7 separate regions of the Mus musculus genome follow, and regions 2, 3, 4, 5, 6 and 7 are each linked to region 1. A link is a contact called in public Hi-C, HiChIP or PLAC-seq, Micro-C and promoter capture Hi-C data. All regions are on one chromosome and are shown on one strand. The core of a region is the stretch at or near the end of the contact, and the rest is flanking DNA. Distances in the headings are between cores, read along the strand shown.

The links. Promoter capture Hi-C pulls out the DNA fragments that hold promoters and counts their contacts. A called contact is a pair of places that touch in the nucleus more often than the background predicts. HiChIP or PLAC-seq counts read pairs in DNA pulled down with a chosen protein or histone mark.
Region 2: a Hi-C map of CD8 T cells shows a contact between it and region 1, with 4 times the contacts expected there. The contact joins the promoter of Tysnd1 here to the promoter of Slc29a3 in region 1. A contact is called at or near these places in 2 of 39 promoter capture datasets (liver and pre-B cells), 2 of 484 Hi-C or Micro-C datasets (CD4 T cells and CD8 T cells), 2 of 115 datasets of contacts at active chromatin or transcription factors (memory CD8 T cells and pancreatic cancer cells) and 2 of 9 other capture datasets (adipose tissue and liver).
Region 3: a contact with region 1 is called in an H3K4me3 HiChIP or PLAC-seq map of bone marrow-derived macrophages, with 6 times the contacts expected there. The contact joins the promoter of Ppa1 here to the promoter of Slc29a3 in region 1. A contact is called at or near these places in 1 of 39 promoter capture datasets (pre-B cells) and 2 of 115 datasets of contacts at active chromatin or transcription factors (bone marrow-derived macrophages and thymic regulatory T cells).
Region 4: a contact with region 1 is called in a promoter capture Hi-C map of pre-B cells, with 5 times the contacts expected there. The contact joins the promoter of Dnajb12 here to the promoter of Slc29a3 in region 1. A contact is called at or near these places in 2 of 39 promoter capture datasets (the C10 cell line and pre-B cells), 9 of 484 Hi-C or Micro-C datasets (B cells, CD4 T cells, CD8 T cells and 3 more), 3 of 115 datasets of contacts at active chromatin or transcription factors (bone marrow-derived macrophages, large pre-B cells and memory CD8 T cells) and 2 of 9 other capture datasets (embryonic stem cells and liver).
Region 5: a Micro-C map of embryonic stem cells shows a contact between it and region 1, with 2.7 times the contacts expected there. The contact joins the promoter of Ddit4 here to the promoter of Slc29a3 in region 1. A contact is called at or near these places in 1 of 39 promoter capture datasets (pre-B cells), 1 of 484 Hi-C or Micro-C datasets (embryonic stem cells) and 1 of 115 datasets of contacts at active chromatin or transcription factors (large pre-B cells).
Region 6: a contact with region 1 is called in a Hi-C map of B cells, with 10 read pairs. The contact joins the promoter of Ascc1 here to the promoter of Slc29a3 in region 1. A contact is called at or near these places in 2 of 39 promoter capture datasets (the C10 cell line and pre-B cells), 2 of 484 Hi-C or Micro-C datasets (B cells and pre-B cells) and 2 of 115 datasets of contacts at active chromatin or transcription factors (memory CD8 T cells and microglia).
Region 7: a contact with region 1 is called in a Hi-C map of CD4 T cells, with 7 times the contacts expected there. The contact joins the promoter of Eif4ebp2 here to the promoter of Slc29a3 in region 1. A contact is called at or near these places in 2 of 39 promoter capture datasets (hippocampal neurons and liver) and 1 of 484 Hi-C or Micro-C datasets (CD4 T cells).

Annotation. Positions count from the first base shown.
Region 1 is chr10:60,750,426-60,754,799 of GRCm38.p6, reverse strand. It overlaps Slc29a3 (solute carrier family 29 (nucleoside transporters), member 3), which reads left to right and starts at 2,018. Exons shown (of 6, transcript NM_023596.3): 1 at 2,018-2,066; 2 at 4,116-4,374. The coding sequence starts at 2,066.
Region 2 is chr10:61,693,081-61,697,454 of GRCm38.p6, reverse strand. Tysnd1 (trypsin domain containing 1) reads right to left here and starts at 1,941. Exons shown (of 4, transcript NM_027912.1): 1 at 713-1,941. The coding sequence starts at 1,884. Sar1a (secretion associated Ras related GTPase 1A) reads right to left here. Exons shown (of 7, transcript NM_009120.3): 7 at 4,158-4,374.
Region 3 is chr10:61,646,318-61,650,691 of GRCm38.p6, reverse strand. It overlaps Ppa1 (pyrophosphatase (inorganic) 1), which reads right to left and starts at 2,071. Exons shown (of 11, transcript NM_026438.4): 1 at 1,901-2,071. The coding sequence starts at 1,964.
Region 4 is chr10:59,877,656-59,882,029 of GRCm38.p6, reverse strand. Dnajb12 (DnaJ heat shock protein family (Hsp40) member B12) reads right to left here and starts at 2,447. Exons shown (of 9, transcript NM_019965.3): 1 at 2,220-2,447. The coding sequence starts at 2,352.
Region 5 is chr10:59,949,381-59,953,754 of GRCm38.p6, reverse strand. It overlaps Ddit4 (DNA-damage-inducible transcript 4), which reads left to right and starts at 1,985. Exons shown (of 3, transcript NM_029083.2): 1 at 1,985-2,058; 2 at 2,183-2,438; 3 at 2,726-4,080. The coding sequence starts at 2,243. The coding sequence ends at 3,219.
Region 6 is chr10:60,000,353-60,004,726 of GRCm38.p6, reverse strand. Ascc1 (activating signal cointegrator 1 complex subunit 1) reads right to left here and starts at 1,922. Exons shown (of 11, transcript NM_026937.3): 1 at 1,820-1,922. Anapc16 (anaphase promoting complex subunit 16) reads left to right here and starts at 1,592. Exons shown (of 4, transcript NM_025514.3): 1 at 1,592-1,771.
Region 7 is chr10:61,450,237-61,454,610 of GRCm38.p6, reverse strand. Eif4ebp2 (eukaryotic translation initiation factor 4E binding protein 2) reads left to right here and starts at 1,942. Exons shown (of 3, transcript NM_010124.2): 1 at 1,942-2,209. The coding sequence starts at 2,065.

The DNA.
Region 1 (4,374 bases), core at 769-3,268:
AGCCAGATTGAGTCAGTCAGTGTAGAGAGGACTTTGAGCCAGAATAGCTGAGTTGAACCAGACAGCCAGAACTCAGAAAAAAAAACTAGGAAAGGGTGAGCTTGAAATTCAGCAGTCTCAGAGGCTGTAAACATTCTAGGCCTAGGTAAGATTGTACAGAGGCTAGAAGCTTCCAAGACTAGGCCTAGGTTAGCAGACAGAGGCAGTAAACCTCTGAGACAACAATTACATTAGGCCAATGAAAGGTACTTTTATAGCTATGCCTTGTAGGTGGCCCTGGCTTGTATTAAAGCAAACCAGAGGGCAACTTTACTCCACGGCTTCTGTCTCAGTTCCTGCCTCCAGGAGTTCCCTAACTCCTGAGTTTCTACCACCGAGAGATCAAGTCCTGTAAGCCTCAGTTTCTTCCTGGTGTCTGCTTTAATTCTTGCTTCCAGCTTCCTATCTTCAGTTTTGGCTCCGATTCCCCTCAGTGGAGTTCTAAGATGAAATTAACCCTTTCCGTCCCAAGTCAGTTTTACTCCGGGGTTTTATCACAGCAAAGGACACAGGGAGACAAGGAGAACCGCCCAGGCTACCTTCTTGTTTGCTGTGCTTTTTCTGATCCTGAGGTAACCTTTGCCTCCTCTGTGCCCTGTAGGGAGTGTGCCCACGGCTTGGAGCATGCTAGCTTCTGCTCTCCCACAGAGCCGAATTCCAGACCTCACGTGTTCCCCTTGCAGTTGAGGCTGGTATTTAGGCCATGTTTTGAGATTTACTCATTTCTCTGAGCCTCACCCACGTGTGTATGTGGGTATGCATGTCTGATGTGTGTGCATATGTACATGTGTGCATGGGTGCATGTATACATATATGTGAGTGTGTCTAAAAGTGTGCATGTGTATGTGTGTGAGTGGGCAAGTGTGTGTGTGTCTGTGTTACACATTATTAAAAGCCTGTTGTTTTTCTTCTGTGTTTGATATTAGGGATCCTTTGCCAACTAGGAACCATGATGGGTAGAGAAAATTCTATTTTTTCCCCCTTCACACTTATGAAAAGAAGCCTACTAAGCTTTGGCATCAGTAAGTCCCCAGCTGGTCTCTGGGACTGGCCCACACCAGCCTTGCTTGTGCCCACGTTTTCTCTGGTCTAGCGCAGGACATCAGCCAACTCCTACTCTGCCTCTTTCTTTTCCCCTCCTGTCCTTACCTCCTCTCCTCAGGTGATCTGTAAGGACAGCGCAGGCATGTATACTCCAACCCTAACGCCGCCAGGGTCTCAAGTAACCTGGGCTGACCACTATGTAGCTAAGGTGAGCCTAAACCCCAGAGCCTCCCAAGTGCGGGTGGTAGGTGACACCTACACGTCCCCTGCAGGGCAGCGGAGGAAGTCACCCCCCAGTGGTAAGGGATTGGGTAGAAAGGAAGCCCAAACTTCTGCCACTCTTGGGTGTTTCCTTAGGTTCCCCACTTTTCTCTCTCTCTCTCAAAAAGAAAACAAAAACAAAGCACATCGGTTCCGTAACCCCCACTCTGCACTCGGAGCTGTACAGGAGCCATCTTCAGCTCTCTCCTGAACTTTGATCTCAGAGTCTCCCAAAAGTTTCTCTTCTGCAGATGTGGCATCTGGATTGCCCCTCCAACACAAATCTGCTCACTCTGGCCTCGCTCACTGCCACCAAATAGCTTCAAGCTCTCTCTGCGGCTCTCCACCTAGGCTGGGAGGCCAAGTTCATCTTGCTGGTACATCCTGCTCTGGAAGTATTGAGGGGGAGCAGGGGGCTGTGGGGCACCCTAGGGAATGAGGCGGTGGATACCAATAGGGAGTCAGGCAGGACCTGTTCCAAAGCCACACTTTTTTCACTTTGCAATTGGACGCCTGCAGTTACTGCCGTAGGCCAGGAAGAGGCGCGCGTGGGGGCGGGGCCAGAGGGAGGAGTCGGCAAACCCGGAAGCGCTGAACGGGGCGTGGTGAGCTGAGAAAAGGAGGGCGGGGCTGGGAGGACAAGGGCGGAGCCCGGCCTGGCTGAGCTCTGGTCACAGTGGCCCAGCGCCTTGGACCTGGTGGAGGTAGCAGCGGCAGCGACAGTAAGTGCGGGTGCAGCGGCCCCCATGCTTGGCTGGGTCTTCCCTTCCCGAGGCTGAGCCTGGCCTCTCCTCCACACTCTTCTCTGGTCCCGCGTGTGGGGACAGGTCGGCCCGAAAGATCCAGAAGGCTTTGCGGGTCCGGATCGGATGCCACAGCTGCCTCTGCAGCGAGGACTTGTCTTAGCCTACTGCCAGGCTCGCTCTTGGACCCCAGCCTGTGTCCACAGGAGCCATCGTGGCACACGGGCTGGCCAGACATGTTCTCAGTCCCCAGACTCCTACCCTTTCCAGCTCTGACTGGTCCTTACCCCAGGACCCCAGTCAGAGGCAGGGACAGCTTGGCCCCGGGAGGTTCTCCGCCTCCTCTCCTTTCTTTGTCTTTCTCTATTCATCCAAAGCCACAGCTACCTTTTATAAAGAGTAATAAGGCGTTGCTCAGTCCACTGCACCGCCCGTGACCTGGTTAGAGAAGATCCCTGGCAACTTCAGATGCTTGGTCAAGGCTGAGTAGTCCTTGATGAATAGACACAGTAGCTGAGAAGGGACTTCAGACCTGTGTGGGTCTGGGTGACCCACACTGAGCCGCTGAGCCGTGCGCCCACCCTCCTAGCCTGAACTTCTGGAAATGGAACAGGTCCTTGCCAGTTCTCTGATGCTTCATGATTATCTTTCACACTAAAAAAGAAAATACGTGTACATATGTGTGCCTTTGTGTGGGTATGTGCAGTTCTTTCAGGTGCCCACAAAAGCTACAGGAGGGCATAGAATTCCCTGGAACAGGAGTTAAAAGTAGCTGAGCTACTTGACTAGGGTGCTGGGAACTGAACACGGGTCATTTGAAAGAACAGCAAGCGCTCTTCACTGCTGAAACATTTCTCTAGATTCTGTTTATATTTAAAAAACAAACAATAATTTAAAGCACGTTTGCATGGATGGCCCTGTCTAGGTCCTTGCATGGTCCTCTTTGGTCTTTGTGTGAATTAAGGCTGTAGAGGGGTCTGCTCAGCTTGCTAGGACACTGTAGAACCTCTGGCCTGCCTGAGCCAGGGCTCCGCTGCAATAGTCAGGGATCTGTTTATCCAGCAGTGCTGATGAGGGGCATTCCCCTTGTTTGTCTCTGCTCATAGCTTCTTGCTGCAGGAAGCCTTCAAGAGGGAGGGCTATGGGGACTTGGAACCAGCAGATGGAGTCACATTCCCAGATTATCCCTGGGGGTTGGGGGAGGGAGATGAGGTTAGGGAAACCCCCCCCCCCCCCCAGGGCATCCAGACAGCGTGACTGTATCATCCATGCCCCTGTGACCTAGGCAAGTGGCTTGAACTTTCTGAGCCTCATATTCCTCCGGACCTAATACCCGGCTGTCATGGCTCACTCACTGGGTGTCGCTGGCACTCTGAAGTCCTGGAGTGGTTTCTTTGTGAAATAGGGTCTCACTTAGTCCAGGTTAGCCCTTAAACTCGATATGTAGCAGGGCTGACCTTGAATCCTGATCTTCCTGCCTTCACCTCCAGAGTGTTACTGGGTTGTAGATGTATGTGCACAGCCTGGCCTAACTTGATTGAACAGCAAGCACACATTGTTCAAATTCAAAAGGCATAAAAAAAAAAAGACTTAACAAGGATGCTCCCTCCCTGTCCCAGTCTCCCTTGAAAACACCCACTGTTGGAAGACCTCTGTGTACCTTCCAAGGTATGCTTGTTCCCACCCAGGTTCCAATTTCTATGTAAATGCATTTAGCCCAGGCTTGTCCTTCTGCACTGCTTGCCTTAGTCTACACCTGCAATGGTGTTCACACTGCCTAATGTGTTGGCTGTGTTGCCCTTACATAGTTGGAATGACCTTGGAAGTCACTACAGTTATCATAGCCTGTTCTTCTAGTTTGATTTTTGTTTTTCTTCTTGCTCCCAAGACTGGAAGCTCTCCAGCCAGGCTTTGGGGACAGGGTAGACCCAGCATGGACGAGAGATGTCTTCTAGGATGCATCAGTCCCCAGCCTCCATGCTCGCTCGCTCATTCACCTGCTCTGTGTCTCTCTCTCTGCCCACACAGTGGCCTTTGCCTCTGAGGACAATGTATACCACAGCTCCAATGCTGTCTACAGAGCCCCGAGTAACCATCAAGAAGCTGACCAGGAAGCCCTGCTGGGGAAACTACTAGACTACCCAGCCCCGGGCCTGCAGAGGCCAGAGGATCGCTTCAATGGTGCCTACATCATCTTCTTCTGCCTGGGAATTGGGGGCCTACTGCCCTGGAACTTCTTTGTCACTGCTAAGGAGTACTGGGCATATAAACTCCGAAACTGCTCCAG
Region 2 (4,374 bases), core at 692-3,191, 940 kb before region 1:
GGGCTAACCTCAGAAGTTCAGAAAGGCCTGGGCTGACAGGCAAGGGACAAGCTTAAATAAAGCCAAGGTCCTAAGTTAAGTATCTGGGGCTACAGAGGACACAGAACCATAGACAACCATGCCAGAAAGCCAGGGCCACTGGCCTACTGCCAGGGCAAAAAAAGGAGAGCAAAGGTGTCTCTCCACAGAGGAAGTAAGTTGACTGTCTAAAGTTCCTTTCCTACCTACACTCTGGGGTCACTCACATCCATCCGCATGGGTCCAAGCCCTATGCTCTCATTAGGACAACCTTGCTTCATCTTCAGGTGGCAAGGCAGTCCTGGTGAGGCTCTAAGGGAGCCCTCACTAGGTATGCCACATCAATCATTACCTCAGGGCTTTCGTTTATCACTTACAGGGTTGAAGTTCTTAGGGTCAGCCTTCTATGGTCAAAGGGCTTTCACAGGGCCTAAACTGCAAAGCCAAGAGACAGAAAAGCTGCCCAAAGAGTTTCATGCTAGCTAAAGGGCTCAAAGTCACCCAGTCCTACCTGCTGCTGCCCATAGTCCCACGGGTCCCCGCGCTAAGAGTCGCTTGTGCCTGGCAGTTTGCTCAAGCTTCGCTGGGCCCTATCAAGAGGCCCAGATCCCCTCACTGGAGTCCTGGTTGTCAAATATGAACTGAGGTCTCTAACACTGGGGGCCTGGTGAGGGCGGGCAGTCCTGAGTCTTACTTGGGTGTAGCGGAGTGTACCAACACCCTGGCTGCTTCCCGGGGTGCCACATGGCGACAGGTGACCACCAGGCGAGGCGCCACGACCACTCCGGAGCCCCACACGGTACCACACTCCACCAGCACCGCCGCGGCCGCCCACGGGGGTCCGAGATCGCGCAGAGGCAGGCCCCGTGGCGTGCTCACATCGGGTGGCGGCAGCAGCACAGACAGGGAAGCGGAGCCGGGGTGCAGACGGGCGAGCGCCCAGCGGGCAACCTGAAGCAGCGGGGCGGCGGCGCACAGCAGCGTGAGGCCCACCCACTCGCGGGCCTTCCAGCAGAGCGGCGCGGCCACCAGAGCCACCAGCGCACCCGCAGGTCGAGCGGCGAACACTCCGCCGCCTTCCGTGCCCGGCAGGCAGCGCGCGTCGGTGAGCAGCAGCGGCCCGGCCGCGTTGCTGAGCACGCCGCGGCTCAGCGTGTTGAGGAAGATGTCCGGGCAGAAGGCACCGAACGGAGAGCCACAAGCCAACAGCGGTGCGCCCTTGACCACGGCCCCGAGCGGTGCCACGGTCACCACCGGTCCGCGCCTCTCCTCCGCCGCCGCGCCCCGCTGCACCCGCAGCAGGGCGAACCAGCCGAGCGCGCGCAGCTGGTCCTCCTCTTCCTCCTCCGAAACCGCATCGTCGGGCGCCGAGCTTACGAAGTGCCATTGATCGACCGCATCGGCCCCGAAGAGCCGAGCGAAATGCGAGCGGAAGGCCGGGCAGCTGAGCAGCAACAGCAGCTGCGCTGGTCGCGGGGGCTGCAGAGGCCGCGCGCGGGCCCGGCTCGGGGCGCCGGGTTCGAGGCCCAGGCTTGCGCACTGAGGCGTGCACAGCCCCGGGAGTTCCTGATCCGCGCGACCGGCAGGGCTGGCAGCCGTGGGTCCCCACTGCACGTGGAGACGTAGGTCATCGCTGCAACTGTCGCCCGGCAGGAAGGCGGTGCCCGTCTGGGTCAGCGCCGCGCTGCCCGTCCGCAGGAAGGGGGTAAAGATGCCTCCGTGGCACAGCACTAGGCCTGGGTTACGGCTCAGAATCACCCCGCTGCAGCTCCACGAGCCCGCGTCAGGCTGTCCGGCCCGCGAGGCGCTCACCACGCAGCCCGCCTGCTCCGCCACTCTCATAGAGGGTCCCCATTGCCGCCCCATGGCTTCCCCAAGACGTCGCACAACGGCTGTCACCACAGGGCGACTGGCGCAAACTCTGACTCAGGCCTCCTTGCCGAGCCCGATTGGCTAAACCTCAAGCGACCGCTCTTATTGGTTGGGCACAGCGCCGAGTCCTGATTGGCTATTGATGCTACTCCTCGTTTGCTAATCCTCCTTTCCCCGCCCTCTTAATTTAGCCAGCCTAGGAATCCTTGGGTTTGGGGTGGCGGGGTGGAGGGGCGGGGGAAGAGGTGAAAAGAAACCTCCTGAGACACAGACGTGAAGCGTCACAGGGAAACCGACAAGGGCGACACTCCCCAGTCGAATCTCGTACTTGACCGGCATCTAACTGTACCCTACAGCCACTGCACGGATGTAAGCAACCTCCGTCTCTTGACAGTGGAACAATATGGGCCAAGGGAACCCTTGGTTGATTCAGTACGTACATTCATACATACATGTGTTTATTCTGGATTTTCGAGATAGGGTTTCTCTGCTTGGTGCAGGAACTCGAGCTGCAGACTAGGATGGCCTCGAACTCGGGATCTACCAGTTTCTACCTCCCAAGCCACCAAACCCCGATCTACTTAAAAAATTTTGTAAATCCTACAACAATCCACTAGGGGGCATGCGACTCACAAAATTGCTCCTAGGACAGTTACTAAAATTCCTAAATACATAAATTGTTTTGAAAGTGGCACAGGGTGCCACTTTTTGGCCCACACTGGCATCGAACTTCGGCAGTTCTTCTGCCTACATCCTCCCTAGAGTCCAGGGATTACAGTTTTACTTTACCCATGGGTTATTTAACCATGTATTATACAACCTTTCACACGACATGTCTAACCACCACTCCGGATTTATGTTAGGTCAGGGCAAATACTTTGAAAGTACAGACTGAACTAGTTCAGGTTTTGTGGGCTATAAAATCATCACTTCCAAATATTCAGCATATAACCCAGTCTCGTAATTCGAATTTCATAACAGCTCATCTCCTCCACCATTTACAAGTGTAAAAATCAAGACTGGAGAGGAGGGCTCAGCACTTAAGAGCTCTAAGCACTTACAGCTCTAAGCATGGACCTTAGTTTGGTTCCCAGCACCCACATGGTACCTTACAGTTGCTTGTAATTATAATTCCAGGATATTCAATACTCTCGTCTGGCATCTGCTGTCCCCTGAACTCATGACTCAGGCAGGCAAACACGTACACATAAAATATAGTATTAAAAAGTTCCTCACTTTCCAAGGACAGGTGGGCATGAACAGGTATGTTTGGAGAGACTTCATGAATCTCTCTAAAGTATATTAATGGTTTTTGGTTTGGTTTGGCTTGGTTTTTCGAGACAGGGTTTCTCTGTGTAGCCCTGGCAGTCCTGGAAATCACTCTAGACCAGGCTGGCTCAGAAATCGGCCTGCCTCTGCCTCTAGAGTGCTGGGATTAGAGGATGTATTAATGTTCAGTGAGACTTCTGGGAATGGAGTTAACACTGCTGCTGCTTTCCCAGCCTCACACCTAATGCTTCCAGTGCTCCTGTGTCACAAACCTACCTAATAAGGGCAAACAGCGGTTGAGGCAGACAGAACTGGAATGAAGCGCATTCTCAGAGCAGGCAGTCCTGGGTTTGCAGACACAGATGACAAGATCTACTTTCCCCAACTTCCTAGCAATTAAGACTCTCTAGAATCCATTAATTCCCCCTTGATGCCCTTCAAGTCTCCAGCGCCCTCTGTTCCTGATTAAGGTGGTTTAGGGCTGATCACAGTACAGACGGCCCAAGTCAGCCAGCAGCACCTTGTGTTAAGGCCCTCAGAACTCTGACTCTCAGGTCTCTCTCTGTCCCTGGCAAATATACCCTTTGCCCACAGAACCAGTCTCCTTCCCCTGTAAAGGTGATCTCAGGACACATCCAGCATGTTTTGTTTCGGATTTTGTTCTGTCTTCTGGTGCTTTCTATAAGCAACTGTAATGTAAATGTGGAATCAGACTTCTGTTTCGCCAAGTGTGGCTCTGAACGTGTAGCTAGTACGTGCAAGCACAGTCCTTAGCACTGTTGCAAAGATGACCAACAACCTTGGGCCACTTCATGATCAAACAGTACTGCATTTGCTACTAGTGCTCAGCCTTTTTTACTTGGTCTTTTATCCTGGTAGCAATTCAAGACTCACATTCTCTTTAAATGTCCTTCCCTATAAGTAAGAATTCTTGTTTTCCTTCCCAACAACGCATGCTTACTCAGAATAAATCAATTTTAAAAAAGGAGAGAGGCAAGTTCATTTTAGCTTTTTATTAAAATGCTTAGGATACAGACTGACCTTTTGTAAATGACAGTTTTACTTTTGCTGAAACAGGACACATGTGCACTCTGATAAACAGAATGAAGAGTCTCAGTTCATTGGAGCCCCTGGCCATGGCCCTGGCAGAGTTGCACTTGCTGCAGCAACCTCTTTTGGCCACCTTACTTAAGACGGTGTTCTGTGCAGCATGAA
Region 3 (4,374 bases), core at 822-3,321, 900 kb before region 1:
AGTAATTTTAGCCCAATTTGGTGGCACATGCCTGTTATCTAAGCTTTGGAGAGGTGGAGGCAGGAGAATCAAGAATTCAAGGTCGGGCTGGTGAGATGGCTCAGTGGGTAAGAGTACCCGACTGCTCTTCCAAAGGTCCAGTGTTCAAGTCCCAGCAACCACATGGTGGCTCACAACCATCCGTAACAAGATCTGACGCCCTCTTCTGGTGTGTCTGAAGACAGCTACAGTGTACTTACATATAATAATAAATAAATAAATCTTTAAAAAAAAAAGTATTCAAGGTCATTCTTTGGCTATATAGTGAGTCTGAGGCCACCTTGGGCTACATATATAAGACCCTGCCTCAAAAAATAAGTAATATAAGCCAGGCATAGCCCACTGCAGGCCTTTAATAAAGGGTTTCTCTGTGTAGCCCTGGCTCTTCTAGAACTCACTCTGTAGACCAAGCTGGACTCAAACTCACAGGTCTGCTCGTATCTGCCTCGGGAATGCTGGGATTTTAAGTTTATTTTGTCTAGGGCTGTATGCATAGTTGTCCTCTGCTCAAACTGGACTTTTTTTATCTGTCTTAAAGAGATTGGAAAATGTAACATTATTTTAAATAATTATTTCTATTAAGAATGGATGCTGTCAGGTGTGATGCCTGAACCTATCTATATCCTAGTACTTGGGAGGTTGAAGCAGGAGATCTCAAGTTTAAAACCAAGCTGAGCTAAACGGGAAAACACTATGGCCTCACCCACCACCACCCTCAAAAAAAAAAAAAAAAAAAAAAAGTGGAAAAAATACTCAGAAATTTATCCTTTTTAAAAAGTGCAAAGAGCGAGAACTAGTTAAATTACATAGTGGTACTAAATTTAGTGTTTCTTAAGTTCCAGAGAGCCCATTTGATAGACTTCAGCCTAATCCAAAGTCAAGGAGTGGCTTTGCTCTCTACCCACAACCATCAAATACTTACCACCAATACATTAAATACATTAAAAGCAGTGTGTTTATTCTGCACATATAGCTTGAAGACAATTCCCAGTGACCCAAAGGGTCACTTTAAAGGACACTGAAAAACCTGAAGCCAACACTATTTCCATGGCGAAGTTTCTGCTAGGCACTCTCTGTTCATTCTTTCAGGAATGTCTGTTTGCCCTGTCCTGAGATTGCTGCCCATCCCTTCTAAATAAACACAAAGAGGTTACAAACTGGAAGGGCCTTTGCTAACAGCATCGCAAACCTCTGTTAGCACCATGAATGTATGTATATACCTACAAGCTAAGGGCTTCCAGGAGAAACCCAGGTAGCTTGCAAGCACCTATCAGGAAAAGGTGACACACGTGGAAGGCCGATCGACTCCGCCTTTCTGAGTGCAGGGCAGGGGTTGGATGCGGGGGTAACTAGTGGGTTCCGGCACCAGGGTTAAGAACCTGGCTGTTCTCCCACCAGGTCCTTAGCTAGACGTCACCTGTCTGTCTAGGGAGGCAAAGCTTTCGGTTTCCTAGAAGCACTCCCGGCCATCAGGGCTTCAGAGAAGCCTCACCACAATAAGGCTAGTGCCGGGAAGACCTGGGCCTCAGTTTCCCATCTCTTACAACACCGGGGAGGACTCGATCCTGTTCGGCACCGAATTAAGGTCTTGAGGAAATCTCTGTCCTCCAGCCGGCGATCCTGAGGACAATCCTCTTAGGCGGTCGGTATCACCTCCGGGCACCTTCTAAGGGTGACTCAGTGGTTTCCTTTCCCCATGTGGCCCAAGTTCGAATGTGTGGAGGGAGCGCTCGCGGTGGGCACTGGGATGGCGGCCCTCGCTGGTCCCGCCGCCCGCCAGAGGGAAGGGGACGCGTCCGCCCGCCCGCCCGCTCGTTCTGGAATGAATGGGCGACCCGGCCCTCGGCCTCACGCCACTCACTGAGGAAGACGCGGTACTCGAGGGTGAAGGGCGCGGCGCGCTCCTCGCTGCTGAAGCCGCTCATGGTGTCGGAGATGCACCGCCGCCGCCGCTGCACAGCCACACAACCACACAGCCCAGACCCGGAGCCGCTGTACGGAGGAGAAAGCCCGCGCCTGCGTACCACGAGCTGGCCCGCCGGTCGCCGGCGCCGTGCCTTTAATGCGTGGGGCTCGCCTTGTACCCTGCCCCGCCCCGCCCACCCGCGCAGGCGCACTCTGCGCGACGCGCCTCCTCACGCCCCGCCCCCGGTTCGCAACCTGGGCCACGTGGCAGGCGCCGGCTGCCCTCTGGAAGCGGACTGCGGGTTGGCGGCTCCGCTGGGACAGAACGCTGGTTACTCTCCTGAGGCTTGCGGGTCGCTCACCTTTGATTTCTCTCTCTCAGGTCCTGCAGAGCAGTTCCTTATCTCGGAAGGCCTTGATAAGCCACCTGTTCCCCAGGCAGTCTTGTCTTTTCTTGTTTGGGTTTCTCATAGATCTTCATCTGCCTCCCAGAAGCTGGGAGTGTGCTACCAGCCCCCCACCCCCGGCCCAGGGCCATCTTCATTAAAGTTGAGAGTTTGGCTGACTGGGCTCTGAAAACTATAGGCTGTGACTAATGTTTTCCCAAGTGGTAGGCAATGGACAAATTTGCTTTTACTAATCTCCCTGATTCAGTTTCTCATCTGAATTGTTGGGTGGGTTCTGCTTGGACCAGACTCAAGCTGATTACTCCTGAACTCCCCAGATACCGCAGATTTCTCTCCCCACTCCAGATCCACTGGGACTTGAAATTGAAGCTCTGGGAAGACCCAGGAGTGTGCACAGAACCCCTTGAGGACGTTTCTCAGGAGTAGCTTCTCGGAGCTTGTTTTCCTAGTTCTATTGCACCACCCATTGAAGTCCAGGCTGTATCCCTCAGAGTGTGCTGTGGACGTTGGGAACTTTCACAGTCCTATAAGGTTGTGTGTGTGTGTCTGTCTGTCTTTGTGTATCACAACTCTAATTATAAGCCACATATAGCGTCTCACACCTGTAGCCCCAGACCTCAGGACGCTGACTTTCTGAGACCAACCTGAGCTACGTAGTGAGTTCTGAGCCACCCCATGCTACAGTATGAGACTATCTTAAAAATAAGACAAATCTAACCCAGGAAATTATCCACATTTTTTTAAAAAGCAAATTTTAAATTATGATAGACAGAATATCTTTCTAAAATATTTCTTAACTATTTATCTCAAAGACAGTTTCCTTTCAACTATTTTCAAAACAATCTCTAATATATAAATGGAATGCATAAACCACGTATTAAGTGGAAGCCTAAGAAAGTTAATTTCTAAATTGGCACGGTGGTGTATACCTGTAGCTGCAGCACTTGAGAAGCAAAAGTAGGAAGATCATGAATTCAAGGTCATCCTTGGCCAGTCTGGACTACATGAGACTCCCGCCTCAAAAATAAATAAATAAATAAATAAATAAATAAATAAATAAATAAATAAATAAATGGTAACGATAAATCTAACATTAGTCCGTGTTCCTCCTTGTCCCTCCTTCCAGCTGCTCACTCTGCTGACACCCATTAATTTTTCAGAAGGCAACTCACTAACTTTTGAACACAACACCACAGTGTTTCAGAACATGAAGGCAATAAAAAAAAAAAAAGACAGAAAGAAAGATAGAGTAATAGCCTGGTTGGCAGTACAGTGTAGACATGAAAGCAGCAGGAATCTCTGTACAGTGAATAATAATAAGTAGATCTGGGAATATGTGAGAGGTTGCAGCTCTGACTGAGTCCCTTTGTCATCTTTTTGGTCTTTGAATAGACAGAAACAGTTTTCTTGGGAAAACCCTGATTCTCATCTTTGACTGAGTGGACAGAAGCGCCACACTGGTAATAAAAAGTAGCCACACGCACTTTCCCTCAGAGCCGGGAGAGGTGATAACGTCTCTCTGACCTCTGGACTCACACTCTATCTCTGATCCATTGAACATATTCAGAGAGCCAATCAGTCCCCTCTATAATAAAACGCCCAGCCCAGCCCCGTGCGGTTCAGATTTTTCCCTGGCTGGCAAGGGTAGTGAGCCCCACAGGCTTTGCTCTGCTCAGACACTTCCAGCACTTGGGAAACTGAAACAGGAGGATGACAAGTTCCAGGCCAGCCTTGGCTCTCTAGTAAGACCCTGTGCTGGAGGGGCCTGAGACATGTCACAAGGCAGCTTACAACCCTTCCGGGGAATCAATCTAGTGCTTGGTTATGGTTTCTGGGGTCACCAGTGTTAAGTCTCAAACAAATAGGCTGAGGTGCCTATTTAACATATCAAAGCTGACAATGGCCAGGTTCTCCCTGTATCCCTTAGGCCCTACCTTTAACAAAGTCCTCCTGGCTGGTATACACTCCACCCCCGATCTGGCTTCCTACCCAAAACTTCTCCAACCCAGACTTTCCCCAGCTG
Region 4 (4,374 bases), core at 1,198-3,697, 870 kb after region 1:
CGATTCCTGCTATCGCCTGCCCTGCAACCTTCTTCCCTGGAAGTCTGCATCCTTGCAGATCTTGCCAATCCTGCTGTGCCACTCGGCATCAAGCAGTGAACAAAGAGATTCAACATCAGTTTACTTTTCTCTAGATAAAGATAAGGTCTTGCTAGGTAGCCCAGGTGACCTCAGACTTGAGGCAATCCTCTTGCCTCAGGAGTCACAGGCATGGATCACCCTACCTGCAACCATCTAACTCCTAGCTAAACATTCAGTGTAGACAGCCGTCTAAGATTTCCTGGGCCTAAACTAGCCTTACATCCTTGTCCGTTTAGGCGAGGTTGCTGTTAAGTTTAAGTGCATGAGGCATTTGTTTTTTTTATTTTTTTTAAAAAGATTTTTATTTATTATGTGTAAGTATATTGCAGCTGTCTTTAGACACCAGAAGAGGGTGTCATATCTCACTACGGATGGTTGTGAGCTACCATGTGGTTGCTGGGGTTTGAACTCAGGACCTCTGGAAGAGCAGTCAGTGTGCTCTTACCCGCTGAGCCATCTCACCAGCCCGGTATTTGTTTTATCCATCAGAGATATAACAAATATCCAAATCGTGGGCCTCTGAGATGACTCAGACAGCGAAGGTACTTACTGCCAAGACTGACTACCTGAGTTTGATAGACACAGCCGACTCCACCAAGTTATCCGCTCATGAGCATGAACACATGAATACACACACACACACACACAGAGCAAGCCCTGCAATGACATCCTATCTAGATTCCTGAACTAGCACAGGTGGCCTCTGCCATGCCCTAAAGCTCTATTTCATCAGCTTTCTTAACTGCTCCTGGGCTACCAGCAGTAATCAGAATTCTGACAGTCTGCACCCCGCCTGGTGCTATCCACTTATAAAAAGGGAATTATCCCATAGGGAAGCAGTTACCAGAGCAGATCGAAACTCTCTCCTAGCAGAGGCAAAGAGACCAAAGATCAACCTGCAGAGTCAGGAGGGAGGAAAGTTCAGGAACGCAGCTGCCTCTAAGGTCAGCACTCCAAACCTGGGCAGGGAAGGTGAGAGGCTGGCTGCTGCGTCTTCATTTCATTTTAATAAACACGTATGGAATCTCAGGGTTTTCCACTTTCTAGCTGTGTCACATCCTAAGACGCTTATCGATGAGTTAGTTCCTCATCTTGAGAAGATAGAAGGGTGGTGTTCTGTCTTCCTGACTTTACAGGATCAGGTGGCAAAACACACGAGAAAGAACTTTCTACACAGAAAAGCACTATGGGTATTCTTGTTTATATACATTATCTGTTCCAACTTCCTGAACTTCCAGATGGGGAAACCCAAGCTCACGATGAGATGTGGGTCTCTTAATTCTGAAAGTCTGCTACATGTCAGAGAGTTTACTAACTCCACAGAAACAAATCCTGTGTCTTTCTCCTTCCCAGCTGGTATTAAAATTTTCTTTGGTCACTTCGGTTACAAACGCAAAAATGAGGGGGAGGTTACCAGGTAAAGTGAGACGATTGGGTAGCGAAGACAAGATCACTATTCCCTCCCTGGGTTGGGAGGTCTCAGACCTAGGCTATTAGCTACCTGGAGCTCAGCAGCCGTAGCAGTCCATAAGACCCGCCACCCGGGCTTGCTGAGGAAGAAGGTGGGATAGGGTGGCTGACACTGGGATCTTCAACAATCCATCCACTCCGAAACACCGCTTTCAAGAGACTGCAGGAAGGACTGCGAGTTGGAATGTCTTATTTCGCTAAGGGTTCTCTGATTGGAGCGAATGAATTCCTTCCCTCTCTAGAACCCATTCTCCCTTAGAATAGTTATGTTTATTTTCCTGAACTATAATATTTCCCAGGCCGGCCAGTGGCCCTGAGCCACCGAACAGCCCTCTGGGAGAAGTAGTTCGCTTTCGCGTCCACAAGAGTCCTCTTCACCGGGTCTCCCAGCGCGTCTCCTTCCCAGAAACCTCACATTCCAGAGGCCTCCACAAGCACTGGGAAGGGGTTGGGAGCCGGGCCCTCGGGGGTCTCCAGGGGGCCAGCATCCTAGAGACCGCGGCACCGCTGGACTACGAATCCCAGCAGCACCCGCGCGCGCCAGTGCGCAGGCGTAGCCGCGCCTCGCCACCCCTCCCCCCTCCGCCAACTGCTCCCGTCGGTCCGTTCCCGTGGTCCCCCGATCCGTGCTAATGCCCCCTTCGGTCCCTGCGGCGCCTCCCACTCACCGCTGACTCGTGGCGTCGGGTAGAGCCGCTGCGCCTTCTCCAGGAAGCGCAGCGCCCGCTCGGGCTGGTTGCTTTGGATGGCCTTGAGGGCGATGCTGATACAGCGCTCGGCTTCATCCTTGTTGGATTCCATGGCGGAACCCGAGCACGGAACCAGGGAGGGGGAGGCCGGGCGAGCGAAGGGCTGCGCCAGCCGCCGGCGCGTCGCGGGGCAGGCCGGCGCGGAAGGATGACATAACCCTCCGCCCCTCCTTCCCGGGATTTGAGTGAGGGTTGAACCCGGGCGGAAGCCCTACCGTATGTCTCCTAAGAAAGGGGCGTTCGGTTCGGAGGCGCTAGAACGCGCGGGCGCTCTAGAGCGCAAATGCTGAAGTTGAGTGTGCGCGCACGTTCGGGTGGTAGCCTCTGCGTTCCAGTCCGACTATCTGTGAATCGTACAGATGTTTACCGATTGTCAGACGCTGCTGTCTGATGTGGCAGTGGTATCAAAACAAAACCGTGTCCTCACAGAGCTTTCGTGGGTGGGGAGAAGTCAAGTAAACGGAAACATTCAGATAGTGACACAGTCAAGGCAAATATCGAAAAGTAGAGGGATGGAAGGGAGGGCTACCATTTAAGATAGCTTAATATATCAGAAACTCATTTTACAGGCTCTGAACTCTAAAGAAACAGGAACATGTGATTGGAGGAAGGGTGGTTCGACTGGAGGAAATAACAGATGGAAAGGCTCCGCATAAGGATTTTCGTTGTGAGTTATTGCGGGGATTAAGGAGGAGTTTACAGGAGTCACTACAGAGTCACACCAGTCAGGATGCAGCTCAGCCTACCTCCCACTTAAGTGACAGCAACTTAGTGAAGGTTGCCAATGACTTCCACTAGGCTAAATCTCCTGGCTATTTCTTAGCCCTTGCACTATGGTCTTTCACAAGAAACTACAATAAACCAAATGAATGTTAAAGGGTGCAATGCGATGGTGGTGTAAGCCTTCAATCCCAGCCCTTGGGAAGCAGAAGGACTCTGAGTTCAAGGCCAACCTGGTCTACAAAGTGAGTTCCAGGACAGCCAAAGGTACAAAGAGAAACTCTGTCTCGAGAAACAGACACAAACAAAAGTTAAAGAGCAGCTGTTATAATCAAGTGAGACTCGGTGAATATATATTCATCGAGTTGCAGATACACACACATATACATATATATAAAGCATAAATATATAACATAAACATATAAAACATATAAACACACACACACACACACACACAACTAGAAAAGATCATCCGAGTGAGATAATCCACACTCAGAAAAACAAACATGGTATCTCACTTATAAGTAGATTATAGCCATAGATAGAGTACAGGATAACCATTCTACAATCCACAGACCCAAAGAAGCTAAGTAACAAAAAGAGCCCAGGAAAGGATGTTTGAATCTCACTGAGAAGAGGAAATGAAATAGTCACAGGGGTAGAGGGAGGGATGGAGCAGGGTTGGAAAGGAGGTGGGCAGGGGAAGAGGAGGGGTGAGTGTTGGGAGAACTGCCATGGAGACTTAGCTGGGTCGGAACTCCCTCTGAGAAGTTTGAATATTAGATGTTTGATATAGGGAGGATGTATTGGCGATGGGAATGGCAATCGGGATTGTGCAACCATACGGTGTAGGGAAGACGGAGGGAGGGCTGACGGTGGAGACCATGCTTAGAAGGTGTAAAACCCTGGCTTTAATTCCCCAGCAATGCCCCTTTCCACCAAGACAAAAATAACAGAACAAGAAGCTTGAGCAGAATCCTAATTTTGAAAATTATCAACGGATGTGAATTTTTTTAAATGTACGAATGCCCTCTCTGCATGTACACCTGCATGTCAGAAGAGGGCATTAGATCCCTTCATAGATGGTCGTGAACCACCGTGTAGTTGCTGGATATTGAACTCTGGAAGAGCAGCTAGTGCTCTTAACTGCTGAGCCGTCTTACCAGTCACGAATGCTTTTAAAGCAAACCATGGGATTAGATACACCAAGATGTAAGTGCGGAGCAGAGGGGAGCTGGATTACAGAGCCCTCCATTACTCAGAGGGTCGGAGGGAGAGGGGCTTGAGGAGAGGAGAGTACACTGAAGTGTGGTGTGAAGGAAGAAATATGAGTCACTTAGGGGCCAAGTGAAGT
Region 5 (4,374 bases), core at 736-3,235, 800 kb after region 1:
TGGGAACTCCAGGGGCAAGCAGTCCTCTATTTTGCAGCTGTCTTTAACTGTGTCTCCTAGTCTGAGCCTACCCCCACCTACCCCCACCGCACGCCCCTGCGGGGGAGGGGGGTGTGTCCATAAATGTGATTTTTTTTTTTTTTTTTTTTTTTGGTTTATTGAGACAGGGTTTCTCTGTGTAGCCCTGGCTGTCCTGGAACTCACTCTGTAGACCAGGCTGGCCTCGAACTCAGAAATCTGCCTGCCTCTGCTTCACAGGTGCTAGGATTAAAGGCGTGTGCCACCACTGCCCTGACCATGTGTCTCCCACCTGTAAAATGAGAGTACGTGTGGGAGAGCTTGGATTCCCATCCTTTTGCAGTTCTAAGACCTGGCTGTTCTAAAAGTCAGGCTTTTAATTTTAATTTTAAAAATATCGGTGGTAGGAGCTATGCTTCGTGACTCACTGTCATCCTGGAACTAGGAAGGCAAAGGCAGGAGAATCTCTGGGAGTTCCAGGCCAGCCAGCCGTGAAACTCCGTCCAAAAGATGAAATTGGGCAGTGGGGGTGGGGCTGGAAAGGACAGTGGCCTGACTTCCCTGGCAAGTGTCATGTGTCAAAGCAAACCTGCCCTGTAGCGATGTGATGCTTGCCTGTCTGATCTGGTTTGGTTCCTGCCCGCCGGGCCAGAGTGTCTGATGTAAGTTTGGTCTTTTCTTCCATCAGGGTCCCAGTGTCCTACATTAACAAACCTTTTTATAAAAAAAAAAAACAAAAAAAAAAACAAAAAAACAGGTCTAGTCCGACTGAATCTCCTCCTACCCTAAACAAATCGCTATCAGCCCTAGAGCATCGCTGCCAGGCTATATTTCCTGTTGCCTCGCCTGAATGATGAAACCCCATATGGCTCTTGCATTTGGACTTTTCCAAAGACCTCGGTCCTGGGTTCCATTGAATTGAATTCTCCTGCCACCCCACCCCCCACCCCCGATCCGCCGCTTTTCCCCCCCTTAACACAAAGCATGGGAGGGGTTCTAGGACCCGGCGGACGCCAGGGGCTCTGCCGCAGTGGGTTTGGGAGGCACTTGGCCCTGCAGTGTTCTGTCCCCCTAAGGCCTGCGGGTGGGTCACTGTGTCGGTTTGATGTGAGCCCTTGTTCCCTGGCCGTGGACCAGGCGCTAAGAATCGGAGTCCGTGAACTCTAACTCCTACCCAAACCCTCTGCTAGAGGACAATCTCGAATTGGCAAGCACTTGATGTCCTCCTGAACCTACACCCTGCTCCCCCGGGGCTGCAGAGTAACAGGAACACTGATGAGGGGACGTGGGAGCCGATGGCCCTGAGATGCCTTGTCTTTGGACCTATTACCAAAAGTGCATCGCGTGTCAGAAGCAAAGACAGCGTGGGACTGATGCTCATGGGACAACGGAGTAACGTCTGCCGCCGCGCCACGGTCCCATGGGGCATCCAGTTGTGCGCCCGGTAGTGTCCTTGGCCCTTGGGCTCCCAGAAGCTAGGGGTACCTTTCTCCCCTGCTCAAGCCGCACCAGGTCCCCCAACTCTTCTTTTCAGTGCAGTCACGGGCCGTCCCCTCCCCCAGCAACGCGCCCCTATAATAAACAAGTCTTTCCTTGATCCTCCCCTACCGCGAGCGCCCTCAGGGACCTTGGCAGCTGCTGAAAGCCGCCTCGGATCCCTTCCAGAAAGGGGGTGTGGCCGAAGCTAAGGCGAGGGGAGAGGGGTTCGGCCGGGAGCGTTCTGGGGCTCCGTGGGGGCGGGGCCAGGCCGCTGTCACCAGGCAGGAGAGAACGTTGCGAACGTGCGCCCGGTGCCTATTGGCTGAGGTGGGCCACACTCCCGGGTCTCGATTGGGCTGCGACCTGGAGGGGGCGTGGCCTCGCCGGGAGAGCCCTTATAGGCTGCTGCTCGCTGGTGCTAGGGATCGCAGCAGGCAGGGGGGAGGTGCGAGAGGGTTCGAAGGGACAGGTCCGGGCAGCGATCGGGGGTTGGCACCAGTTCGCTCACCCTTCGAGAGGCAGAGCGCTCTTGTCCGCAATCTTCGCTGACCGCGCTAGCTGGTGAGTGTCCCTCCCGGGTGTGCACATCTTGTCGGGGAGTGACCTCGGCTCTTGGGGCCTCAGAGCCCTCAATCCTGTGCAACGCCGACACTGACGCCAAATCCTTGTCCCTCTTGTCTTTCAGCGGCTTCTGTGCGCCTTCATTCGGACCTTAGCAGCCAGCGTCCTGGCGTCTGACCCCGCCATGCCTAGCCTCTGGGATCGTTTCTCGTCCTCCTCTTCCTCTTCGTCCTCGTCTCGAACTCCGGCCGCTGATCGGCCGCCGCGCTCCGCCTGGGGGTCTGCAGCCAGAGAAGAGGGCCTTGACCGCTGCGCGAGCCTGGAGAGCTCGGACTGCGAGTCCCTGGACAGCAGCAACAGTGGCTTCGGGCCGGAGGAAGGTGAGCACTCAGCCGGGGCCGAATTGGGTTCGGGGATGGGGGGTGGGAGGGGTCCCGGGAGGTGGGTACGAAGCGAGCTGAATCGGCTCAAAGCCACCTTGGCTTCCCACCCCAGCACGAAAAAACAGATTACTCTAGGGTTAGAAGACAAGACTGCGGGGCGGAAACTGAGGCACGGAGTGGAAAGGGACACTGTTTGCTTAGGCAAACTGCACCTCCCCCGCCCGTACAGCTCCTGTGGAAGGCGCTCTAATACAATACCCTTTCCCTGTGTTCTCTCTATCCAGACTCCTCATACCTGGATGGGGTGTCCCTGCCCGACTTTGAGCTGCTCAGTGACCCCGAGGATGAGCACCTGTGTGCCAACCTGATGCAGCTGCTGCAGGAGAGCCTGTCCCAGGCGCGATTGGGCTCGCGGCGCCCTGCGCGTTTGCTCATGCCGAGCCAGCTGGTGAGCCAGGTGGGCAAGGAACTCCTGCGCCTGGCATACAGTGAGCCGTGCGGCCTGCGGGGGGCACTGCTGGACGTGTGTGTGGAGCAAGGCAAGAGCTGCCATAGCGTGGCTCAGCTGGCCCTCGACCCCAGCCTGGTGCCCACCTTTCAGTTGACCCTGGTGCTGCGTCTGGACTCTCGCCTCTGGCCCAAGATCCAGGGGCTGTTAAGTTCTGCCAACTCTTCCTTGGTCCCTGGTTACAGCCAGTCCCTGACGCTAAGTACCGGCTTCAGAGTCATCAAGAAGAAACTCTACAGCTCCGAGCAGCTGCTCATTGAAGAGTGTTGAACTACATCCTGGGGTGGGGTGCGGGGAGGGTTTCTCACTGCCCCCCAAAGTGAAGACAAGGAATTTCTGTGGTGGAGACCCGCAGGCAAGGACTGAAGGACTGTCCCCTGTGTTAGAAAACTGACGATAGCCACCTGAGGGGCGCAGGGCCAGGTGGGGGAAGGAAGTGTTCTCCAGGAAGTCTCTAGGTTGTATGCAGGTGGCTCCCTGTTGGGGCACACGCCCCTCAGTACTGTAGCATGAAACAAAGGCTTAGGAGTCACACAGGCTTCTGGCTGGATGTGTATGTAGCATGTACCTTATTTTTTTTTATTACTGACAAGTTACAACAGCAGTTGTGGGCCAGAGCCAGAAGGGCAGCTGGTCTGCACTGGCCTCTGCCCCGGCTGGGGGTTGGGGGCTGGGGGGGAGGCAGGGGGAGGTGGCCGACAGTTTGTGTATCTTCTGGTCTGAAAGGACCTAGTGTGTTTTGTCATTTGTTTTGTATCTTGGTTTTGGGGGGTGGGGATCGGCGCTTCACTACTGACCTGTTCGAGGCAGCTATCTTACAGACTGCATGAATGTAAGAGTAGGAATGGGGTGGGTGTTAGGATCATTCGGGATCTTCGACACTTGAAACAAAATTACACCTGGGAGCTGCAGCCAGCCCATCCCGGTGCCCATGTACTGGAGGATTCAACTGTGAGGAGAGGGGCTGGGGTGGGGGTGGGGGGCTGGAACCCTCTTTTCCCAGAGGAGTGCCACCTGGGTCTTCCATCTAGAACCTGTTTACATGAAGTTACTCGCGGTTCATGAATACACTTGATGTTCAAGTATTAAGACCTATGCAATATTTTTACTTTTCTAATAAACATGTTTGTTAAAACACTTGAGTCTCATCGGCGCCATAAATGAAAAGGGAGAGTGGTGGGTGCTGGTCACAAGTTTCATCAGATTTCAGGGGCCACTTGTGTGTCCCCTGACTGCCTGGTAACTGCCATCAGAGCTCCTGGACTGCCTGGCAACCTGGGAACTGTGCCATCAGAGCCAAGGTCCCTCAGTTCTGCTGAGTGGAGCTACCAGGAGAATGTGCTGGAAAGCACCCGAAGGTGAAAGATGAGTCAGACCTCCCTGGAAGTCTGAGTCTCTACAAGGAGGGTTACCTTGCTCTCCAGG
Region 6 (4,374 bases), core at 673-3,172, 750 kb after region 1:
AAGATGGCTCAACAGGTAAAGGCACTTGCTCCCAAGGCCGATGACCCACACGGCAGAAGGAAAAAGTTGACTCCTGCAGGTTGTCCTCTGGACTACACATGCAGCCAGGTAGCAAACGCACAGACAAAATATGGAAATAAACAAACAAATGTAATAAAAAATTAAGTTAAAAGAAACTCCATTATGTAGGCAAGTAGCATAGACTAAATAAATAAATGTAATAAAATTTTAAATTTAAAAAATTCTGCTAGCCGGGCGTGGTGGCGCACGCCTTTAATCCCAGCACTCTGGAGGCAGAGGCAGGTGGATTTCTGAGTTCGAGGCCAGCCTGGTCTGCAGAGTGAGTTCCAGGACAACCAGGGCTATACAGAGAAACCCTGTCTCAAAAAAACCAAAAAACAACAAAAACAAAAAACAAACAAAAAACAAAAAAACAAAAAAAAATTCTGCTGTGTAGGCAGGTAACATATGCACAGACTACATTCGTAAATAAATAAATGTAATAAGAAATTTAAATTAAAAACTCCATTATGTAGGCCTCAACTGGGCAGTTCACAGCACATCCTAAGCAAAAATAGTGTCGCTTTCCATGAGCTCACCAGTGTAAGTTCTTGTATAGGTGTCTGATTAACCTATAGGGGGTGAGGTCTTGCTAGCCACCTAAGTATGAGCAGAGTGCTTCATTCACCCTATCCAGTATGATATTTTATCGTATCCAGTTTGATAACGCATTGAGGAACCATCGGTACAATACCCGCGGAAGAGAGGTAAGCCGTTTTAAAGATGCTAGAAATAAATACCTTCCAATCAGATTTATTTCCCTATCACAGTACAATTAAAATATGACTTACTAACACAGTTCTCGGACCAACACAGTACTGAGAAGGAACAGTTTCCCGAGGCCACTGCCTCCAGAACACAACAAACGGCTTCACGCTTGAATCAATAATTCGGAATTAAAGGCTCCTGATAAACTACCCCATGTTCCCATCCCAGATGGCTGCGGCTACAAGTTCACGTACTTAACAAGTTCCACCAAAGAAGGCCTAACAATCCCTTCCAAATGAATGCTTGACCCAACCCTCAGTCAAGTCGCTAATCCGCAGCCACCTGCAGGACGCAAGAAGAGGGTTCGTGCTTTGAGAAAACAGAAAATCAACGTTGGCAGGGGGATGCAATTATTAACAGTCTTGTGCCGCGCCACCCTGGTGTGCTACTCCTTTAGCATCCCTTCCCACTTCAAAAACCACGTTCTGTCGAAAAGGAGCCTTTACAAAGTGTGAGCACTGAGCACGAAGCCACAGTGGTACCTTTCCTGAGCAGCTCCAGGCAGAGACTGCGCAGAAGGAGGAGAGCGGACTAGCCCTGGGTCATGGGTGTTTGAAGAGGGAAAAGTGGATATGCTTTCGTGCAATTCTCACATAAAAAGCAAACGCTGAACATCCTACGCTAGAGAGGCGGAGCAGACAGCACCAACGCAAGAAAACCAAAACTGCGGGGGACTGGGGCGGGGAAGGGGGCGGGGCAGCCACAGCGACCCGGAAGTGTTCTCGGAAAGCTCGGTCTGGCCCAGCCGGGCTCCGCCCCCTCCACGCATGCGCGCTAGCACCGCCCTCTAGCCCTCACCGCCGCAGGGACAGGCGCAGCACCGCCATCAAACTCCCACAGCTCAGGCGGGCGCGCGCACGCCGCCGTCTACGTCGTGGCGAGCGAGGCCGCACGGCTTCGTCCAAGGGGCGGGGCTGTCAGTCAAAGTGCACAAGCTGCTGAGGTAAGTGGCCGAGAACCTTCCAGACCTGATTCCCCCCTACGCTCCTACCTGCCAGGACTAACTGGGAGCGTAGGAAGAGACCCTGGAGGCTCGCCCGCGCCGGCCGTATGCAAAGGCAGCGTCATCCGACTGAGCATGCGTGGGGCGGGTTGGCGCCTGCGCCGTGGGCCGGCCGCAAGCCTTCCCTTCCTCCCCGAGTTGTTGGGTAGGAAGCGTACCTGGGTGGAGTTGGAGTAGCCAGGATTAGGGTGCTGGCTCCTCCCCTCTCCCGCGAGCTTCTTCATCCCACCTAGAAAGAGCTACCGCAGCTAGGTGCTGCGGGTGGTGATCCGTCTGTCTAGGTGGGACACCTAGTGATTTTTGTTAGTAGAACCCAACGGGTGTCATAATTAGCCACCTCACTTGGATCCCGATCGACATAAGCATCTGGTTTGTTCTGGGCTTTATTTTAAAGGAGGATCTCTTTTTTTGTTTTGTTTTGTTTTAAGACTATAAGCGGAAAGTTTATGAGTGCGAGGTCGTCCCTGTCGTACACAAAGTAAGTATTTAACCACGCCAGCCATATTGTGCCCCACAAACTATCATTCCGCTTCTTAGGAGCGTTTCCTCTGCTTGGCAGCAGCCACAGCTTCCCTGATAGGGCCAAGTTCCAGATAATCATCATTCAACAAAAGTTCACTGAGTGCCTCGTTATGAGGATGGTAGTCTCCTGAGCGACAGGGTTGAATACTCCATGCAGAAAGAGTCATGACTGGAACTGTCTCGGTCCCCTGCAGCCTCTACTGAGCTGATTGCTTTTGTCCTCGGTTTGTTTGTTTGTTTGTTTTGGTTGGTTGGTTGGTTTTGTGGGGTTTTTTTTTTTTTTTTTTTTTTTGGTTTTTTTGGTTTGGTTTGGTTTTTTTTGGTTTTTCGAGACAGGGTTTCTCTGTACAGCCCTGGCTGTACTGGAACTCACGCTGTAGACCAGGCTGGCCTCGAACTCAGAAATCTGCCTGTCTCTGCCTCCCAAGTGCTGGGATTAAAGGCGTGGGCCACCTCCGCCCGGCTGACCTCGTATTTATAAATCATTCATCCAGGAGCCACTGTGACAAGGGTTTTTATAAGATGCCTCCAGGGTACAAAGGTAGTTTGTTTTCTCCTTCCAACGACATGGGATCCTTTTCAGTGCCTCACACTTGGGTAAGCAAACACTCTAGCCACCTCACAATACATCCCCAGGCCCAGGCTTGAAGCTGGTGTCTGCTGTCTTCCTCCTTAGCCTTTCATAGCTTCCCTGAACCCAGAACATTCCCATTCCCCATAACCTAGCTAACAACATTGCTATGGGGAATCGCTTATCTTCTGCCTCCCAAGGGCTGGGTTTACAGGCAGCTACCACACCTGTGAGGCTTGTAAGTGACTTGAAGGGCTCCCCAACCCCTCCAGTGAAAACACTTACTCCATGTAGCTCTCCCCAGCCCCACTGCAAGATTCTTTATAAGATCATGAGGTGAATGTGCTGACTGAGAGTGTAGCCCAGCGCTAGGATGTGTGAAGTGCGTAACATCACACTGCCTGCCTCCCGAGCAGACCCTTCCCTCCCGGGAGCTTTACACGTAAGTGAAAAGCTGGATTGTGCATAGGGAAAAGTGTATGTGCCAGTGCACACCTGTAATTCCAACACTCGGTAAGCCAAGCCAGCGGGATCTGGGATTGCGGGCCAGGCCGGGCTGATTTGCTTGTCTCGGCTGTACTTATTTAACCCTCATAACTCTTCCTCGGGGTAGGCTCCACTGTTACTGACTCCAGCTTACAGGTGAGGCATCTAAGGGACAGAAAAGGCAACTGATTTGTCCAGTCTCGCAGCAGGCAGCAAAGCCAGGGTACACACCTAGGCAGGCACTTCTTTACCATCAGTGCTTGTTTGAAGATTTACTTAATGTAGGCGGGCAGTGGTGGTGCACGCCTTTAGCCTTTAATCCCAGCACTTGGGAGGCAGAGGCAGGCGGATTTCTTGAGTCGAGGCCAGCTTGGTCTACAGAGTGAGTTCCAGGACAGCCAGGGATATACAGAGAAACCCTGTCTCGAAAACAAACAAAAAAAGATTTACTTATTTTTACGTGTGTGTGTTGGGGGGGGGGGGGAGGGGTTGACCAAGGAGGTCAGAAATGGGCAGCATACCCCTCAGAGCTAGAGTTGTAGGTGGATGTGAGCCACCAAACACTGAGTGCTGGGACCCTACCTCCAGTCTTCTTCAAGAGCCACAAGCACCCTTCACCTCTGAGCCAGCTCGTCAGCCCCCCACAGTCAGTCCCTAACCACTGGGCTACCTTGCCCTCAGGCACAGCAGCACCTCAACAAGCCATTGCTTCAAAACTTAGGTGACCTTTAGGAAGTCAGGGGTTCCCATGGACTGTGTAAGCATTCTATGAACATACCTAAGTGAGAGGCTACTTAGAGTTACAGGGATCAGTCAGTCCCCAAGCTCAGCAGCTACAGGCTAGGGTTTGTTGTTCTCTTTACCCTTTAATGGTGGCATCCAAAACTAGAAACTGAGGTGTAGCTCAGAGTGGAACATGCTCTTAACAGGGCCCTGGCTTTCATCTCCAGCACCTGAAAGAAAA
Region 7 (4,374 bases), core at 693-3,192, 700 kb before region 1:
AAACGCAGAGATCCACCTGCCTCTGCCTCCCAAGTGCTGGAATGTCTGGACTTTAAAAAAATTTTTTTTTTTTATGTGGATGATGGGAATTGAACTCAAGTCCTGATGCTTACATAGTAAGCAATCTTACAAGTGGACCTGTCTCCTCATCTTGTTCTTTTCATTAGTTTTTCAGACAGTCTCTTGTATCCCTGGCTGGCCTCAAACTAGTTGTGAAGCTTAGGTGAACCTTACACTCCTAACCATCCTGCTATTTTTTTTTTTTTTTTTGAGACAGGGTTTCTCTGTGTAGCCCTGGCTGTCCTGGAACTCACTCTGTAGACCAGGCTGGCCTCGAACTCAGAAATCCACCTGCCTCAGCCTCCCGAGTGCTGGGACTAAAGGCGTGCGCCACCATGCCCGGCTTATCCTGCTATTTCTTGTAGTGCTTTGTCTACATATATGTAAATGCATCATGTTACATCATGTTACATCTCTGCCTGGTGTTGCAGAGATCAGAAGATAAGGTAGGTCAGATTCCCTGAACTGGAGTTATGGGTGCTTCTGAGCCACTACAAGTGTGCTAGGTACTAAACTCTGGTCCTCTCGGTGCTCTGCAACAGCAACAAGCGCTCTTAACTACTGAGCCCTTCCTCAGAGTCATTGATGGTTAAACCCTTAGTTCATCGTGTACGCATTGCTTTCCTTTAATAATGAGCAATTAAAATTATACTTCTTAAAATAACTTTGATTAGCTGGGTGTGGTGGTGCACGACTTTAATCCCAGCACTCAGGAGGCAGAAGCAGGTGGATTTCTGAGTTCGAGGCTAGCCTGGTCTACAAAGTGAGCTCCAGGACAGCCAGGATATACAGAGAAACCCTGTCTCGAAAAACCAACCAACGAAACAAACAAACAAACAAACAAACAAAAACTTTGATTACATTTATTTATTTATGGGCAGGCAGATGGGTGCTCATGGACTAGTGGAGAAGTCAGAGGATAACTTGGGAGAGTCGGTCTCCCCTTTCACCTTGTGGCTTCTGGGTGGTGGAACTCAGGTCTGCAGGCTTGGTGACAAATGCCTTTCTTTACCTGCTGAGCCATCTTGTGGGCTCCCAGAGTTATAATTTTTTAAAAAGATTTATTTATTTATTTTATGTATATGAGTACGCTGTAGCTGTCTTCAGACACATCAGAAGAGGGCATCGGATCCCATTACAGATAGTTGTGAGCCACCATGTGGTTGCTGATTTGAACTCAGGATCTCTAGAAGACAGTGCTCTTAACCACTGAGCCATCCCTCCAGCCCGAGTTATACTTTTAATGGTTAGATATAGATGGGAATATGAAGTAAGCCCTAAGAAAGTACTGTTAGTCCACACTTACACACCACAAACAATTACACACACACACACACACACACACACACACACACACACACACACACACACACACACACACACACACACACACACACACACACACACACACACACACACACACACACACACACACACACACACACACACACACACACACACACACCCCGCTTCCCCCCCCTCCCGCGTGCCTTAATCACCTACACTCAGCTTCACTGGGAGTCTATTATGTTCCTCTGAACTCAGCCCCGCCCCTCAAAGTCCCGCCCACCCTAAGGCTCCACCCTTCAACACTTCCTTTTTCCCGGATTTCCGGGTTCACCCTCTGCCTCTAGCCTTCGGCTGCCTCAGTCACGCCCCCAGCTACCCGCCCACTCGCCTCAGACACGCCCTCCAACGTCACGTCCGGCTTCCATATTGTCCCTCCCTCTACTACCCCTTGCTCCCGCCTTCGACCGCTTCCGGTAGTCATCGTTGCCGCTGCTGCCGCTGCTGCTCCTGCTGCTGCTGAGGCTGCAGGCGGAGGCCGGAGGACCGGGCGGCGGCGGCGGCGGCGGCAGCGGGAGCGGTATCGCAGCGGGACGACCGGGCGAGAGCAGGCGAGTTGAGAGCCGAGCGTGAGGAGCCAGAGCCGCCCGGCCCCGCCGCCGCCGCCGCCGCCGCCGCCGCCGCTGCTGCACAAAGCCTCGAGCCCGCGTCGGAGCCATGTCCGCGTCGGCCGGTGGTAGCCACCAGCCCAGCCAGAGCCGCGCCATCCCCACGCGCACCGTGGCTATCAGCGACGCCGCGCAGCTACCTCAGGACTACTGCACCACGCCCGGGGGGACGCTGTTCTCCACAACGCCGGGAGGTGAGCCGCGCCCGGCCTGCCCGCCATCACGGCTGGCGCGTGGCACTGCATGCTCGACCAACAGCTTCCTCCCCGCTGCCCGTACGGTGTGCTGCAGACCGTGCATTCTGCGCAGCGGGGCTTGCCTCTGGAGCTGTCCTACGGGCTTTGGGGAGAGGGAAGTCGGGGAGACGGACCTGGCGCGGAAGCCTAAGATGACTGGTCTGGCTGCGCCGAGAGTTCCGAGACGAGGCTGGCATGCACTCTGCATGCCTCGCCCAGTGTTAGCCTCCTTTGACAGCATTGTTTACTTTGTTAGAGGAGTCATCAAAGGTTGGGGGAGCCCCAGCTCCCACAAGTGGGACGTGTAAAATAGCTCCTTTGGTATCCAAGAAGTTGTTGGCTTTGGTAGAGGCGCTGTCAGGTTTCAGATCAGGGCTTTCGAAGAGCGGTTTTAAAGGTGCTTTGTCAAACAGCACACACTAGTCGGGTTAGGTTGCTTGATCCTAGGGAAAGGGCTTGTAGAAAAAAGCGATGCAAAGGGAGGTTCCTGAAGTTGCTTTTCAAAAGATGGCCGGGATCCGTTTACTATCACTGGAGAAGAGGTAAATAAAGTATGTTGAATTGGTCACGAGAGGAGGAAGCGCAAAGGTTGTTTGTCTCTTTTCTGGGCTGTTCTCTAAGAGGGAGGAGCCTGGAAGGGGTTCTTCCGGTGCCTTCATGAAGGGAACTGGCTTTCTGTCCCTAATCTCAGAACTTTGCCTTCTTTTGGTGACCCCGGGGGCTGGGCTTCAGCTAGAGGGTGAAGATTTGGTTAGCAGCCCTTACAGTCTATAGATCGCTGATCATGAGACAGGACTCCTAACCAATCACTTAAAAGTGGGCCTGGCCATCCTGGAATCTTGTGCAATTGGAAGGCACAGAGTAAGGGGACCTTGCCAACACCAAGAGACAGCAGTCCAGAAGGCTGTGTGTGGTAGTTAGGGCTGTGACCCTACTACTCCAGAAAGACGGGGTAGGAGAATGGCAGTTTAAGGCTAGCCCTGGCAATATAATGAGTTCCAAGGCCAGGCAGTGGTGGCACACACCTTTAATCCCAGCACTTGGGAGGCAGAGGCAGGCGGATTTGGAGTTCAGCCTGGTCTACAGAGGAGTTTCAGGACAGCCAGGGCTATACTGAGAAACCCTGTCTCAAAAAAAAAAAAAAAAAAAAAAAAAGAGTTCCAAGACAGCCTGTGCTACAGTGTCACACCCTGTCTCAAAAAAACAAACAAAAAAACCAACCAAACAAGGAAGGGGGCAAAAAAAAAAAAAAAAAAAAAAAATCAAAGCAAACATCTAGGAGAAAAGTTGGCAGAGGATCCAGCCAGGCCGGTCCAGAAAAGGGATGGCAGAAAGGCATAAATGTCCGGAAAGACCTTCCAAATGACCCAGGCAGGAGGGAAGCTGCACTCCTTAGAGAGAGCCAGGTTTAAGGAAAGACAGTGGAGATCTGGTGAGAGGGTAGTGGTTTAAGTTGCTGAAGACAGCTTTGTTTATTTTTGTTTTTCAAGATGGTTTCTCTGTGTATCCCTGGCTGTCCTGAAACTCACTCTCTAGACCAGGCTGGCCTTGAACTCAGAAATCTGCCTGCCTCTGCCTCCCGAGTGCTGGGATTAAAGGCGTGAGCCACCACTGCCTGGCTGAAGACAGCTTCCTTATATGGTCTTTTCCTTCTCTCTTCCTTTCCTCTTGCTTTTCTTGAAACAGTTTTTTTTTCTCCATATGGTCCACACTACCTTGGACCCAAACCCATGATCTTGGACTATTAGCCTTGCCAGTGCTGGGATTTATTGGTGTGTGTTATCTGGTGTAACAAAAGTCGGGAAAGCTCTTAGTCAGCCCTGGATGGAATTGTCTCCACTTGAACAGATAACTTTTAGGAAACAGATTAGTGGCCAGCACTGGTCAGGCAGAGGCAGGATGATCTCTGGGAGTTGAAGGCTGGCCCATTGTACAAAGTGAGCTCCAGGGGCCCAGGACAGCCAAGGCGACATAGTAAGAGCATGTCTGTCCATCTGTCTGTCTCTCTCTCTATATATATACATACATACACACACACACACACACACACACACACATTTCTAAGGTGATCTGTAATTAACTCCAGAGGTCTTTGTGATATTGATGAGTAAAATGCCCATGCT